5 separate regions of the Mus musculus genome follow, and regions 1, 3, 4 and 5 are each linked to region 2. The links are chromatin contacts, called in public ChIA-PET, HiChIP or PLAC-seq and Micro-C maps. All regions are on one chromosome and are shown on one strand. The core of a region is the stretch at or near the end of the contact, and the rest is flanking DNA. Distances in the headings are between cores, read along the strand shown.

Region 1 (2,705 bases), core at 197-2,696, 380 kb after region 2:
TTTTACAAATGTTTTATAATTAATTCTTTTTCTGCATGTAATAATAGTCTTAAATTTTCCCATGCATAATCTTGCCTTAAACATTAACAAACAAAAAAGATGAAAATCTTACCAATAATAACCTCACAGGATTTATGTGCCTGGGAAACTTCATAAGCACACCGCATCTCAGAGTACGTAATTCCTCCAATTACAAAAATAATCAGCCTTGACCCATTTTTCCGGTCCAGCTCTAAGTAGTTAGTTCTGGGTTTCTGGCGAGCACTAGAAAGTAAAACACAAAGCAAACATGCTGTCAGCACTCCCAAAGCCACGCGGCGTGCATCTCAAACTCACCTTTGGAAGCAATAACGAAGCAATCTAACCGTGGTGCTTTCCCTACAGTAATTTAGGCAAAGGCTGCACACCCCCCCCCCCTTTCAGATTTCAATTTGAATAGATCACATAGTTTTATTTGTGGTGAGACAGTAGGAAAAAGATCAAGGCTAGATCTAGGAGACATATATAAAACCTTATTTCCAAAAAGTATAGTAAAAACCACACAGTCTAGGCTTAGTATTTTTATTTATAAAGCGAACATTTTATTTTAATATTTAAAATTTTAAAACATTTTTATTTTGTGTATGGGTGTTTTGCCTACATGTAAGGCTGTGCACCATGTGCATGCAGGGCCTGTGGAGGCCAGAGAAGGGTGCTGGATCCTGTGGGACAGGAGTTACGGATGGTTGTGGGTGCTGGGATGAACCTGGGTCCTCTGGAAGATCAGTGTATCCCTAAATCCTCAGTGATCAGTGGAGGATGGAAGGGACATGCCTCAAGTGTCTGACAATGTCTGCCCAGACAATTGGCTGACTGCAACTACACAGGCACAAACAACCACTAAGCCAAACTGAAAAACTGAAAAACTCAAAAGACTGAAGTGGCCATTCACAGCAAGAGAGAAAGCCAACAGTTTAAGTCTACACAAATTGCTACCACGATGGGCTAGAGAGATGGCTTAGAGCGTCAGTATTGCTCTTGCAGAGGATCTGGTTCACACCCGTGACTCCAACCCCAGGGGACCCAGACATCTCTGGGTTCTGTGGACACCTGCACACACATGTACATACTTCCCCCAACCTACATATATCCAGCACTAGGCCGACAGAGGCAGGCAGATCTCTGAGTTCAAAGCTAGCCTGATCTACAGAGTGAGTTCTAGGACAGCCAGGGTTACACAGAGAAACTGTCTCAAAAATCGAAAACGAAACAGACTTAAGCATGAAAACTCACCACAGAAAGCAACTCAGAGTTGCTAAAAGGGTCTGTTTTCAATCAAAGGTTGTAGATATAGAAAGAAACAGTGTGGTAGAAACTTAGTTTTGTAAAAGTAGAGGTTGGATTGAGCAAAGACTTTAAAGCAGATTATACCTACATCATATCTATGTATCTATATCTATCTGAATGTAAGATTGTGGTTCAGCAGAAACGATAGGAAAGTTGGTGAGGAAGCAGCAGTCAGTGCTTGCCTAGGTTTTGCCTTCAGCACCACAAACCACAAAACAAAAGCAGAAATGGAAACTACAAGAACCAATCTGCCACACAATGAAACATGGAGTCAGAGATGAGCTCGAGCGGCTGTGCCATTTGAAGGAACTACAATAAACAGGTAAGAGAAAGGGGAGGAGAGGGGAGGGGAGGAGAGGGGAGGGGAGGAGAGGAGGGAGGGGAGGGGAGGGGAGGAGGGAGGGGAGGGGAGGGGAGAGGAGAGACAGAACCCCAGTGACTCCAGAAACAACAAAACACCTCAGAAATACAATACCCCAAACCCTGTTTATCTGATGAAGATGCAGGCAACACAGCAAACCCCAGGAAGAGTAAACAGGAGAGACCTGTGTGTCAACATAGCACAGTCCATGTGATAGAAGCCAAATCTCAAGAAAAAGCCCCACATAGGTCATGAGTGGCTGCACGCCTGAGTTCAATGTTCAGGGCCCGCTCGGGGGAGGGAGAGAACTGTTCCCTGTAAGTTGTCTTCTGACCTCCGTACATGCTCTGTCATGTGTGCATCCACACACAGGAACAATTCAATACATTACACAGGGCAGGCAGAAAAGGTAGGGACATGCAGAGAATGATTAAACTACGACAGATCTGATAAAGAGGGAGAGTAACCTCAGAGCTTGAAACCCAGAAAGCTTGGATTATATTTAATTTGTTAAGCTGGGCTCTGAGTGCAGGGGCATGCACGAGAACATAGTCTCTCTGAAGTTGAAAATAATTAACACAATTATCAAAAGGGTTAAATCAAGTTGGGTGTGGTTACTCAGAGGATTGGCTGTCTACACAGTGAGATCCTGCCTCCAGAAAGAAAGAGAGAGAGAGAGAGAGAGAAGAGGAAGAAGAAAAGAAGAGAAAAGAAAAGAAAAGAGGAAAAGAAAAACAAGAAGAAACCAGAGGGAGAAGGAAGCAACTATGCTGTAAAGAAGCTGTGTGGGAGGTGATGCAATTTTATAAAAGTATTCTGCATTATAAAGTATGCCTTCCTGAACTTATTTAACTAGGTTACAATAGAAGAAAAACTACCTTTTATGTTACTCTATGTTTCACACAGGAAGGGCCCTTGTTCAAGGAGAGCGCTGAGCAGCATTCTAACCATTGGTCTATAGCATCCCAGCGAACCACCACAGTGGCTTCCCCTTACAGGCTTACCTCACAGCTCCAGA
Region 2 (2,750 bases), core at 230-2,729:
CTCATAGTCGAGTGGGCTTACCACATCCAGGGCTCCAGTCTGAGCATCCAGATAGAACTGGCCCCGAGCATTGCCACTCATGATGCTGTAGTGCACTAGGGCATTGCTGCCCTTGTCTCTATCGGAGGCGGTGACTCGGAGAACTGGGGCTCCTGGGGTCACATCCTCCCGCACCTGGACCACATAACGCTTCTCGCTAAACTGGGGGGCGTTGTCATTATCATCCTCCACCGACAGGAAAACAATGGCTGTGGAACTCCGCGGGCCTGGGTCCCGGCCCTGGTCACTCGCCTCCACTGTTAACTTGTAGGATTCCACTTCCTCCCGGTCTACAGGGCCGCGGGTTCGGATCACCCCCGAGCGAGGATCGATCTCAAAGGCGTCTGAGGGGCTGCCTCCGGCCCCCTCCAGCAGGCGGTACAGAATGTTGGCATTGGGAGGGGCGTCGCCGTCGGTGGCCCTGACTGTAAGCACCTCATAGCCAACCTCCAGGTTCTCCCTGAGGCTCTCCTTGTACTCTTGCTGCTCAAAAACAGGGTCGTGATCGTTGGTGTCGGTCACCAAGATGGTAAGCGTGGCCAAGGCACTCCGTCGGGGCATACCGTGATCCTGTGCAGTGACCCTGAAGACGTGGGTGCTCTTGGTCTCCCGATCCAGCTCCTCAGCTGTGGTGACAACACCGGTGATTGGGTCCAAGGAGAAGAAATGATTGGAGCGGCTATCAAAGAGGGCATCCATGGTGTACTCAAGTCGACCCGCCTCACCCTCATCTGGATCAATGGCTCTTAAGGATGCAACAGAGGTACCAGCAGGCTGGTTCTCAGGCACTGTGGCCTGGTAGCTGGGAGGCTGGAACTGGGGAGCTGTATTCACATTCCTTTTCCTGCGCCCACCCAGAGATTCCTCTGGTGAGCCTTCCCCAGCCCTGAGCCCTGGGGCCTGTGCCAGCTTGCAAGACTGGCATCTGAGCCGTGGGGCCTTTAAGCAAGGGTGCTCTTCAGGCAGGGTCAGCGTGCCTTGTGGAGAAAGGTGTCCTCCGATACCCAGGAGACGACAGCTCCAGGGGCAGCCTTCAGAGGATGGCGGAAGAGGGATATGAGCCCCTGATTCTGGACACCAAACCCTCAGGCCATCGTGGTGGGGCACCAGGTGGCCGGTCAGCTCAATGCCCGATTCTCTGCAGCGGCTGGTGTAGAGCCAGAGGTTCGAAGCAGAGGCTGGGCAGAGCCAGCCCACGGGGGCGCAGGCCCCAGAGGAGCTGCGTCCCCCGGATCCCAGAGAACGACAGGGCCCCACTTGATCTCCCAGTAGTGGCGACGGTGGCAGCAGCAGCAACAGCAGTAGCAGCGGCAGCAGCGGCGTTGGGAGGGGGGCGCTGGCAGCCCGGCTCCGCATCTCTCCCTGTTCCCGGCCAGCCGGGTCAACAGCCGCGGCGGCTCTTCCTCCGGCTCCTGCCGGCCCCGCCGCGCCTCATGCCCGGGCCGGGGCGCGGGTCCCCGGGGGCCACCTGTACGTCCCACTGGGCCTGCACCCAGATGGCTCGGCGGGGCCGCGCTCTTAGCCCACGATGCGCCGGGCTCCCACCACTCTCGAAGCCGGGCCCGCTCCCGAGTCGCCGCGACCACTGCGGGTTCACGCTGCGCTTCCACCTGCGCTCTGAGCGTTCTCTACCTGCGCCCGCGGGCCGCGAGGATCTCTGGCTCTGCCGGGTCCCCCGGTCCCGAGCCCCAGAATGTCCCCTCCGCCCGCGTAAGGTCGCCCACCTGCGTCTGCGGAGCCTCACGCTCCGGCCCGGGCCCGGCTGCCAACGATGGCCCTGCGCCACCCGCTCGCGCCCTGCGTCCCCGCCGCGGCAGCTACCGGTCGCCGGGGTCCCGGGCCCAGACCCGCGTTCCCTCGCCTCCCGGGCGGGCGGGCGAGCTCTGCAGAGCAGCGGCGGTGGTGGCGGCGGCTCATTACCATAGACCTGCTCGCGCCGCCGCGGTCTTAAAGCGGCGACGCCCAACGCGCCGAGGAGGTGGGCCCCACCCAGCGCCCTCTTCTGCATGGCGGCTCTAAGTAAGATTCCCGCCTCTGGTAGAATTTTTCTTCCCAGCACATCAGACTTGCTCCTTTCCATTTCTGGATCCCTTCTACAGCTTAAAGAGGAATGAACAATCAGAAGCCACACAGGGAATTGATACTCTTGTAAAATTCTATGGCTAGCGCTCTTTCAAAACAGTCTTAATGTCTGCAGGAGGTGACCAGGGGGTGGGAGGTGGGTGGATATAGACAGACAGACAGACAGACAGACAGACAACTTTCCAGTCTTACCATCCCTGAAAGCCCTCATTGCTGCCCCATCCTACAGGTCCCGGGTCAGAAGTAAAGACGACTTTGCTCGACTTCGCTCGACACTACAAAGTCTCCCCCAGATACCAGAAGTCGTGCTCTCACTTGGATATCTTGGACAAAAGGACCCCTAAGCTCATTTGGGATACATCTTGGGTACCACATGTCAGGTCAGGGGAAGTGAACCAGAATGTCCAAAGCAGCAAGAGCACTAACACTACCAGATTCCTAGGGCCAGGGTGAGTTGGTTCCAGAGGGCCCAAGCTTCCTGGACCTTAGGACGTGTTCCTTTTTCTTTATCCCTCCTCCCTCCTAGATCAATGTCCAACTGCTGTCCTCCTCCTACCCGCGGCTTTGTAACTAGCAAATGGCCCTGTCCATTGCACAGGACTACTGAGCCCTTCATGGAATGCCACCCC
Region 3 (2,837 bases), core at 164-2,663, 270 kb before region 2:
TAAAGTGACCTTTCGGGACGGTATTTATCTAAAAAGCTCTGCTGCTTCCAGAACCTGTGACTTATTCGTAATGATTCTCATCTAACAGATTCCTCAAAGATATAAATAATGAATACAGCTGGATTTACTGGTAAGCTAATGCGAGAGAAGTTTATATGATTTACTGGGCCTATCAAAGTTTAAAACGAAATTATCCTGACTGAAACATGTCTGACTAGAGATAAAAAAGCCCACTTGAGTATAAGACAACACGGTGTTTGTAGTCTGAAAGCCAATACATACTTTTATTTTGAAAAACCCAATTAAAAAAAAAAATCAACCCCTCCCAAATAGATCACAATCTCTACAATAAATCTGCCCCAGTCCATATGTTATCCTCTACTATTCCCGACACACATGGTCCCACTGTCCTCTACCCCAAACCTCAAAAATGGCATTCTTTCAATTTCCTCAGCTCACACCATCCCTAGCCCTTTAATTTAAAAAAGGAATCACGGAAGCTCAAGAGAATTTAAAAAAAAAAAAGAGAGAGAGAGAGATTTTAAAAAAAAGTTGAAAAAAGTATTAGTGGCCTCTGCACCCAAGGTCTTTTCTTTTATACCTAAGAACCTGTCATTTATTTCAACCGCCTCCTGGGTGTTCCTGGACAACCCACCTCACTAACAGCACAAAAAGACTTGCGAGCAAGTTCTTTATGTGACCCTCTCTGTACTAGCTTCGCTATTTAATCATTCAATCCTTCCAGCTTTATCCTGACATCAAGTATCAAACTCACACAAACCCTAGACAGGCCCCACCAGACACCATACACTATCCTCCTCAACACGTTCCAGCCCAGTGTGAACCCTCCCTAATTTCGGTCCCTCCCTTTAAGAGCCGTGCCCGGATTCCCAGCACAGTCTCGGGGCTCCAAACTCCCCAACTCTACTAAGTACCATCCCAGCCGGGTTACACCCTCTCCAACCTGAAATCCCCACGCCTTCCGGGGCCTCAGTCGCCAAGCCCAGTACCCGCCCCATTGCTGGGCATCCCCTCCTTGTCCCTTTGGGGTCCTCTCTGCCGGCCTTGGCCAGACCCCGATCAGCTCCGGCTGCTCCCGGGGCCGGGCTCTCCGGCTCCAGCGCTCCAGCTCCGCCCCCAGCCCCTCACCGAGCAGCAGCAGCTTCACTTCTTTGGCCGCTTTCTCCCCGTCCTCCCGCAAGTTGCGGTCGATCATCTTGCTCCGCTCCACCGCCGCCTTGTCCTCGGCGCTCAACGTGCAGCCCATGGCGGCGGCGGGAGAGGGGACCGGGCCCGGGCTCACTCACACACACCGCGGGAATCGCCACACACCGGCGGAGACGGGTCTTCTGCTGGGCGGTGGCCTTCTCCGTCAGCTCCCCTAGCTCCCGGAAGAACCGGATGTGTGCTGTTTACGACACTTCCGGCGACGCCCAGCGGCCGTTACTACTTAGAGCGCTGTGCCAGTGGGAGGCGGAGGTGGTACGGAGAGCGGAAGTTCCCTGGTACCTGACTGTCCCCGTGGAGTGATGGCGAGCCTTCGCTCCGCACCTCCCAGCCTTAATACCCTTTTACTTCTCCGGCTCCTGGACTTGGATTCCAAGTGTAGAAAAAGCGGGACTTCCAGCACGTGGTGTGCTCTGGAGGTTTGGCGGTGAGGATCAGATTCTCAAATGAGAGCTCACAGTCCTCTGGGAATTGCTGTTGGGAAAAGCCTCCCTCTCCAGAAAACAAACAAACAAAAAAACCTTTTTTCCTTTTCATCTGTGATTTGGAGCCCAGGTCTCTGTCCAGAGCCGCGTGTTGGGCACTTCAGCCAAAGTTCCCTCCGTCTGATCCTTGAGCTGCCCAGCCTGGATGTTCACCCATTCCTCTGGCTACACCCATTATGCCAAGTATATATTAGTCCTTCTGCTACAACGTATGGATTTCTGTGAGCTGTACATATGCCTGGCACTCCTATGTTGGCAAAGGATCACTCGACCGCATCAAGTAATAGAGAGTGAAAAATAGGTAGTAAGTATTAGAATATGAAACTAGGTGTAATTCATTTATAATATTTCCACGCTTCCCTTTCTTCCAGGTAAACCTGAGGACTTAGTTCCATACCCAGAAATAAACGAGCTAATCTCTAATCTAACAAGAGTTCCTCTGTGATAGCCACAGAAAGGGGGAAGTTTGGTAAAAGTTGTCTTTCTACTATCTCCTGAATATTGGCTCTGTGAAGAATATCCTAAAGTCCCTACTAAATAGACCCACAATGACTCAACACCCGTTTTAAGAAGGGGCATTTTTTTACAGCCATTGAAACATTTCCCTGGAATTTAAAACATTTCTCTAGTAGGAGGTAACTTAAGCTACAAATTCCCAAGAGAAAGGTCTATAGTGAAAATTAATTAATTAGAACCATCTAATTAGATTAACCTCGTCCACGTCACCCATAATGCTTGTCAATTCCAAGTCTGGAAAGTCTCCCACTCATTTCCAAAAGAAACTGCTTTTCCTTTCTGATCACTTCTAGGGGGGAAAGGGTCAAGAGGAAAGGGGGAAACACAACATTATTGAGTACCTTTTTGCCAGGTAGGCACTTCCATGTCTCATCTCTTAATCCTCACAACAACCCTGTGAGGTAGGTAATATTAATCCCCATTGTCGCCAATGAGAAAATGGGCTCAGAGGAATTCAGTCGCTTTCCCACGTCCACACAGTAAGTACATCTGTCTAGTTTCAACTTCACGCCCTCTTTCTACCAGACCTCTCTAGAAGGTATAGCTGGGAGACCCCTGACAACAGAGCATCTAAGGTTTTTGGATGGCAGTCACCTCGATACCAAGATG
Region 4 (2,936 bases), core at 53-2,552, 310 kb after region 2:
TACTGAAAATTCAGCTAAACTATTTTTCCGTGGGACACGCTTCCACAATACTCCACAGTCTCTGAATTCATAACCAGTCCAATCCTCGAATTGTAAGTTAGAAATAGTTTGCAAGAGGGGCCTATGAATGCCTAGAACCGGCCGGGCATCCCTGAACTCCCCCACTGCCCTCAAGTCAAAGGACAGGAACCTTCGCTTTTGAACTTAGGCGGAACGAATCTCTGCTCTTAGCACGTCGAAACCCCAGGCAAAAGTGCTCTTTACCAGAAGCAATCACGATGGTTACTAACAAGCCGGAAAATCTTCAGTTTAGCCTTCCAAAGAGGCAGTCTGAAAATTCTGCTTCGCTGGTGACAAAAACTTACAACACAAACCACACAGCAGTCCAATCAACACAAAGCACCGAGAGGAGAGTCAAGAACTTACCTATTCTAAGTCTACCCGGCGTTTAAATAATGCATTAAGGCAAATAAACATTGCCATCATTACTCGTTTCAACAGAGTTCAAATGATACTTGTTAAAGCCACCTAATTGTTTACCATTAAAATACAAGGAAATTACGTTTTCCACTTTTCATCTGAAGATACTAAGTTTACAGCTTTCCGGCTAAGATCTCAAACATGTTACGCTTGCTATAAAGCTGGTTACAACGATCTATCAGTTTCGCTTGCCAGTAAGTCTGGGATCCGAAAAGTTCAGGAGTTTAAATGTGACTTGACAAAGGTGTCTGGTGTGGAGACCCGGGGCCGGCGACGTGCCTGGGATTCGAATCCACTGGGATTCGGCTTTGTATCCACCGTCTGTTACGCTCGGAAAACGCGTGAAGTCGCTGCATCCCAGCAAGTATTTTCAAGGTCTGCAGAAGCCCGATCCCCAGTCTCCCCTCACTTAGGGGACAACAGCCTAAATGGTGCGGGTGCGAAGCCCCCCACGGAGCTCCCGGGTCCCAGCGTCACCCGAGCCCGTCGAGCCTCGGTGGTCCAGAGACCCCCGCCCCACGCCCCCACACACCCCACTGGGTCACCCCCTCAGGCTCCGCTCACCTCCCTCCGGCCCGCGGCTCCTGAGAACAAGGAACCGCTGCAGGGATGAGCGCCTCTGGCCGTAGACTAGGAACCGCGGCGCTTCCCCAAGTCGGGTCCCGGCGGCGACGCCGAGCCAAGCAGGGGCACCGCGGGAGGCTGGCGAGCGCCCCGGGCGCCCGCCCCCGGCAGGTCACGTGGGCCAGAGCTTCGGCCTCCCCCTGGCCTCTCAGAGGGTCTCACCGCCAGCAAGGCTCCCTCAGCGCCTGTACTCCTCTGCGCCTGCGCCTAGCTCCAGGCTCGCCCATTCAAACTGACAACGCCCCGCGTTTTTTGGACCGGCCAATGGCACCGGTGGGGCGGGGCTAGGCGGGTGGAGGGCGGGGCTAGACGAGCCAGGGCTCCCTCCTTCTAAAGATCTGTGTGTGGGGTTTGCCTCTCGGACTGTAGCGCTTGATTCTCCTCTGCTGCGGATAGATCCTCCGCCAACTAGAAGCTTATTGTCCTCGAATTTCTCCTTCAGATGGCGAAAAGTGGGACAATAAACATCAGAGTTCAAGCTGGGTCTAGTTCAGACTTTGAACCCAGGAGCCCCAGTCCACTGCCTCTTTCCCTGCAGGCTCAGTCCCGCCCTGGGAAAGTCTTCCAAGAGGCAGATGTGAGAAAGAAAGAGGCCTGTGTGAAAGGAACAGAGGGTCCCGTGTGAAAGTCTGAACAAGGAGCCTCAGTTCTTGAGGCAGTGTCACACACAGTTCTGGCGTTTCCAGATGTTGGGAAAGCAAACTTCTTCTGACTGCAGGATCGCTGGTTCCCAGGAAAAGCAGAGATGGCGAATTTAATCCGCTCCGGCGGCTTGCATTCCCATTCTATTCATGCCTTCATATCAAGTTCACCAAAAAATAGATCTTAGCTTGTTCATCAAATGTTTAAACTAGAGTCTCTGCTGTGAAGCTGATGACGTTGGTTACATTACATTATCTATAGCCACTGCCTATTTCTCCACTGGGATGAAATTTTAATGTTTTACAGGATTGGGCACCTGTTAAAGAAATTCTAGTTTCAGCATCTCTGTGGTGATGGCCGTGACCACTATATGTGTGTCATGGAAAACTGTATAGAGATAGTGTTAGCACCAGCCAGACCTGGGTTTGAATTTCAGCTCGGGCCTCTTCCTACTGACTGATTTTGAACCAGTTAGGCGTCTGTCCTCTGTAGCCTTAGCTTCCTCAGCTGTAAAACACAGATAATGAGACCTCCTCTAATAAGGTCTGTCATGATGCTTCAGGAGGTAAAGTTTATGAAATGGTTAACACAGCTGCTGACACATCGAAGCTGTTCAATAAGTGGTTCTCTTATTATTATCAGCGAGCACCCTTAATACCAAGTTCTTATAAAAAGCTGAATTAGCTGGTTGTACTATTTCAGAGGTAGATATTATAATTCTTCCATACTCATAAATTCTTTGTGGGAATTGGTACAGTAAACCACAATAAAAAGTATTTTAAATTCTGCATAGCCAAAGCGAATCGTTTCTTTCCTGTGCCCCCTTCTCTCATAGATTGGACTTTTTATCTCAGCTATCAGCAATGTCTATCTTCCTAATCAGTTGAACTGTTTTGTAAATCTTCTTTCCAAACGCATGCATCCATGAGATTGTGCCATTCTTCTACTTGAAGACATTTAATGGTCAAAAAACAAAACAAAACAAAAACAAACAAACAAACAAACAAAAAATAACAAGAGTCAGGTATTGTCTCACATACCTTTAATGCCAGATCTTGGGAGGCACAAGCAAGTGGGTCTCTGTGTGTTTGAGGCCATCTTGATCTATGCAGTGAGATCCAGGACAACCAGGGCTACATAGTGAGACCCTGTCTTTTAAAAAATAGAATATATATTTATATACACCTACT
Region 5 (2,879 bases), core at 198-2,697, 400 kb before region 2:
GTGCTTTCGGGCAAGGTAGCGCAGGATGGCATTGCTCTGGGTGATCTTGTGTGATCCATCGATCAAGTAAGGCAGCTGGATGGACAAGCAGGGAGGGTCAGATGGGATATGGGGTACCTGAATCCTTTCTCTGGGTGAGAGAAGACACAGGGCCTGACAGTGTGCCTGCCATGGGAAGCCCTCCATGGGCACAGTGTGCACTGAATGAGAGAGCTGGGGCACAGCCCATCACAGAACACTGTGCAGCCAGCAGGGATGGAGCAGGAGAGCAGAAACACTGATCCTAAACCCTCAGCCAGGCCAGGAGATGAGGTGAGATCACCGTGTCTTCCCCAAACCTCTCCTCCCCTGCACCTACATTGGGAAAGTCCAGGCCCAGCTTGAACTTCTCATTCAGCCACTGGCTTCTGTCAAAGTCGGGAGCTGTAAACAAGAAGATGTGAAAAGGCATTACCCCACTGTCCCACCCTTCTACAGATTATCGACCAGTAGCAAGAACCCCTAAGGCAGGGCCTCTGCAACCTGTTACAGAGAGTTACTTTCCAATGTGGAGAAGGGTCTGAATAACAACTGATAATAAAGGCAGCCTGGACCCAATAAGACCCCAGTAGTGAATTCTGTCGAATTATAAATACAAATGGACCAAGGAACTCCATTCTCCATGATCTATATTGGAAAATCAAACTGCACTCTCAAAGAGGTTTCTGGAAGCAGCAGCCTCTATCTTTAGCTAGAGGGAGACCAGCAGGGCTAAATAACGGGAAATCTAGGCATAGTTTGATAGGTAAGAGGGAAGCAGGTGTCTGACCAGGAAGGTGGCATTACCGTCACCCATGGTGTATCTCTTCTCATCATAGCTTGAGTCTGTGTATTCCAGGAGCATGCGGATCGGGTGTGTCAGCTGGGAGAGATGACCAGAAGAGACAGAGGTCAGACATTGTGGGGACTTCTTTGTATGACTTCATCTTCACCCGTTGAGACCTCCCACACTGCACAAACGCCGTCACCCCGCACGTGCATGTGCACACCACACACATACGCGCGCGCGCACGCACACACACACAGCCACCCAAGTGCGTAAACTGAGCGCTGAGAGCTACAGGCAGGAGATTCCAGTGAGAGCTGAAGAGTACCCGCTGTAGGAAGGGCTCCTGCTCTTAAGAACTTTCTGCTTCACATCCCAGTCCCACCCTCCAAGTGGACCCCTCTCTCACTCCGCGGACGTTCCAGTATCCCAGTATCATAGGCATGGTGCTGGTGCTGTGGTCTTCTCAAACTGGCTTCAGCAGGACTGACCTGTGTGTTTGGAGTTGTGACTTTATACAGACTACTAGAGAAACGTGGGCAGGACAAAACAGCGGGTCCCTCCCAACCCTGCACCAATCCCAATTAGGCACTCCCCTTCCTAGGTCTGTAACCAGAGCAGCAGACCCTAAAGCGGAAGGCAGAGGCCACACCCTCTCCGGGAGAGGCGGGGTTAAGATCCTTAGCGGCCTCTGTCCCGGGATTCTGTTTTGCACACGCTGAAACAGAATCTGCTCTCCTGCTTCCCCCGAAACCCTCTTAGCGACTGCCGCCATCGCCGCCTGCTGGATGCTCCCTAGACTAGCTAGCACTTTGCCTGGAGTCTGGCCAGACAGCGAAAGAACATTGGGTGGGTGTTCTCCCGCCTTCCTTTCTTTTGCAGAGCTCGGTTTTCACACCCAGACTGTGGGAATCTGTCATTGGGGAGGCTCAACTCTCAGCTTAAAGACAAAAAGGCGAGAGCCCCCGACCTGAGAGTTTAATGTAGCACTTATCGTCATGGAAAGAACTCTGTCAGTCTGACAGGTACCGGATTTTTGCGCACACAGCCTCAAGTTACAGGAACAGTCGGTGACATGGAAACAACCCCAAGGCAGAGATAAACAGGGCTCCGTATTTTCCTTTAGGGGGTTTGAGAACTGTTATCAGTTATTAAAAAACTAATCTGTATTTTGGCCGTGTTTATGAATCTAAATTCAAGTACCAACCACAGAGGGGCCGGAAGTTTGAGGGAAGCCACAGCTGTGGACAACAGTCAGCTGACAAAACCCAGCAGAGCACAAGGGAGAAAAAGAGCCCACGCTGGGTTGTGCCATAGAGAGGGAGAGCATGTGACCCAAGAAGTTTGCTTTCAAGGGATACCAGGATGCTGTACACATGGGAGCCCAAAGCAAGACCCTCAGCTGTCCCTAAATGCAGGACCTGGCCCAGGCTCCGGACATGCGTTTGTATATGACAGGGTGGCTCAAATGACCTTTCAGGTTACCCTGAGATATATAGTAGTATATCCTTCACAAGTAGTATATGCCCTGTAGTATTACCTTCACAAGGTCAATGTCCTCCCAAGAACACTGTCCTACCTGTTTACTTTCTTTTTTGCAGACAACCAAGAGGCTTGATGGAAGGGGAGACTAAAATGAGTTTACAAGTCAAAGGCCAAGGCTGTTGCTCTGCAGGACGTACATTTTGGGATTAAATCATCCTTTACTGGGACTACGGGGTATGAAGGCAACATATCATGTCACCCACATAGGAGCTGTGCAGTGAGGTTGCAGGGGGCAAGCAGAGGCCATCTCATCCTAGGACATTAAAGAAACCACATGTTCTGCAGGTCTTGGTGAGGATGCACGAAAAGTGACCATGTCACTGGGGCTTTAGCAGCAGTTTGGTGGGAACTACAGGGACATATTTTGCAAGTATGAATGAGGCACTTCAGCAGATTGTCACACACTGTGGGAAGTAGAGAAGGAGGAGTGGAAGAAAGCAGAAGGAATCCATACTGTCTAGGACAAGGACTCAGAGGGCCTGGGAAGGGAGCCAGAGCCCTGGAGCCCTTCAGAGGACAGAATCTATCT

The links. Hi-C and Micro-C count contacts between places; a contact is called where the count stands out from the background. ChIA-PET counts read pairs in DNA pulled down with a chosen protein or histone mark. HiChIP or PLAC-seq counts read pairs in DNA pulled down with a chosen protein or histone mark.
Region 1: an RNA polymerase II ChIA-PET map of memory CD8 T cells shows a contact between it and region 2, with 11 read pairs. The contact joins the enhancer-like site here to the promoter of Celsr2 in region 2. A contact is called at or near these places in 3 of 39 promoter capture datasets (the C10 cell line, the HPC-7 cell line and embryonic stem cells), 2 of 115 datasets of contacts at active chromatin or transcription factors (memory CD8 T cells and pancreatic cancer cells) and 1 of 9 other capture datasets (pancreatic islet).
Region 3: an H3K4me3 HiChIP or PLAC-seq map of embryonic stem cells shows a contact between it and region 2, with 11 read pairs. The contact joins the promoter of Gnai3 here to the promoter of Celsr2 in region 2. A contact is called at or near these places in 3 of 39 promoter capture datasets (embryonic stem cells and liver), 4 of 115 datasets of contacts at active chromatin or transcription factors (double positive thymocytes, effector CD8 T cells, embryonic stem cells and 1 more) and 3 of 9 other capture datasets (adipose tissue, liver and macrophages).
Region 4: a Micro-C map of embryonic stem cells shows a contact between it and region 2, with 2.7 times the contacts expected there. The contact joins the promoter of Gpsm2 here to the promoter of Celsr2 in region 2. A contact is called at or near these places in 2 of 484 Hi-C or Micro-C datasets (both in embryonic stem cells) and 2 of 115 datasets of contacts at active chromatin or transcription factors (memory CD8 T cells and pancreatic cancer cells).
Region 5: a contact with region 2 is called in an HNF4G HiChIP or PLAC-seq map of pancreatic cancer cells. The contact joins the promoter of Gstm1 here to the promoter of Celsr2 in region 2. A contact is called at or near these places in 1 of 115 datasets of contacts at active chromatin or transcription factors (pancreatic cancer cells) and 1 of 9 other capture datasets (adipose tissue).

The regions. Positions count from the first base shown.
Region 1 is chr3:108,794,690-108,797,394 of GRCm38.p6, forward strand. Stxbp3 (syntaxin binding protein 3) reads right to left here. Exons shown (of 19, transcript NM_011504.1): 17 at 2,692-2,705; 18 at 113-264. Among named protein-coding and RNA genes, the nearest start is that of Stxbp3, 44 kb to the right of the region's middle. Within about 2 kb of position 1,447, at least 80 of the 459 cell types and tissues checked have an H3K27ac peak or open chromatin away from gene starts, as enhancers often do. A contact at or near this core is called in memory CD8 T cells, where this site is marked.
Region 2 is chr3:108,414,100-108,416,849 of GRCm38.p6, forward strand. Celsr2 (cadherin, EGF LAG seven-pass G-type receptor 2) reads right to left here and starts at 1,480. Exons shown (of 34, transcript NM_017392.4): 1 at 1-1,480. The coding sequence starts at 1,395. It overlaps Gm52630 (a long non-coding RNA gene), which reads left to right and starts at 1,922. Exons shown (of 3, transcript XR_003954680.1): 1 at 1,922-2,058; 2 at 2,351-2,570; 3 at 2,720-2,750.
Region 3 is chr3:108,144,739-108,147,575 of GRCm38.p6, forward strand. Gnai3 (guanine nucleotide binding protein (G protein), alpha inhibiting 3) reads right to left here and starts at 1,414. Exons shown (of 9, transcript NM_010306.3): 1 at 1,150-1,414. The coding sequence starts at 1,267.
Region 4 is chr3:108,720,997-108,723,932 of GRCm38.p6, forward strand. Gpsm2 (G-protein signalling modulator 2 (AGS3-like, C. elegans)) reads right to left here and starts at 1,303. Exons shown (of 15, transcript NM_029522.2): 1 at 1,045-1,303.
Region 5 is chr3:108,016,526-108,019,404 of GRCm38.p6, forward strand. It overlaps Gstm1 (glutathione S-transferase, mu 1), which reads right to left and starts at 1,448. Exons shown (of 8, transcript NM_010358.5): 1 at 1,215-1,448; 2 at 826-901; 3 at 359-423; 4 at 1-75. The coding sequence starts at 1,250.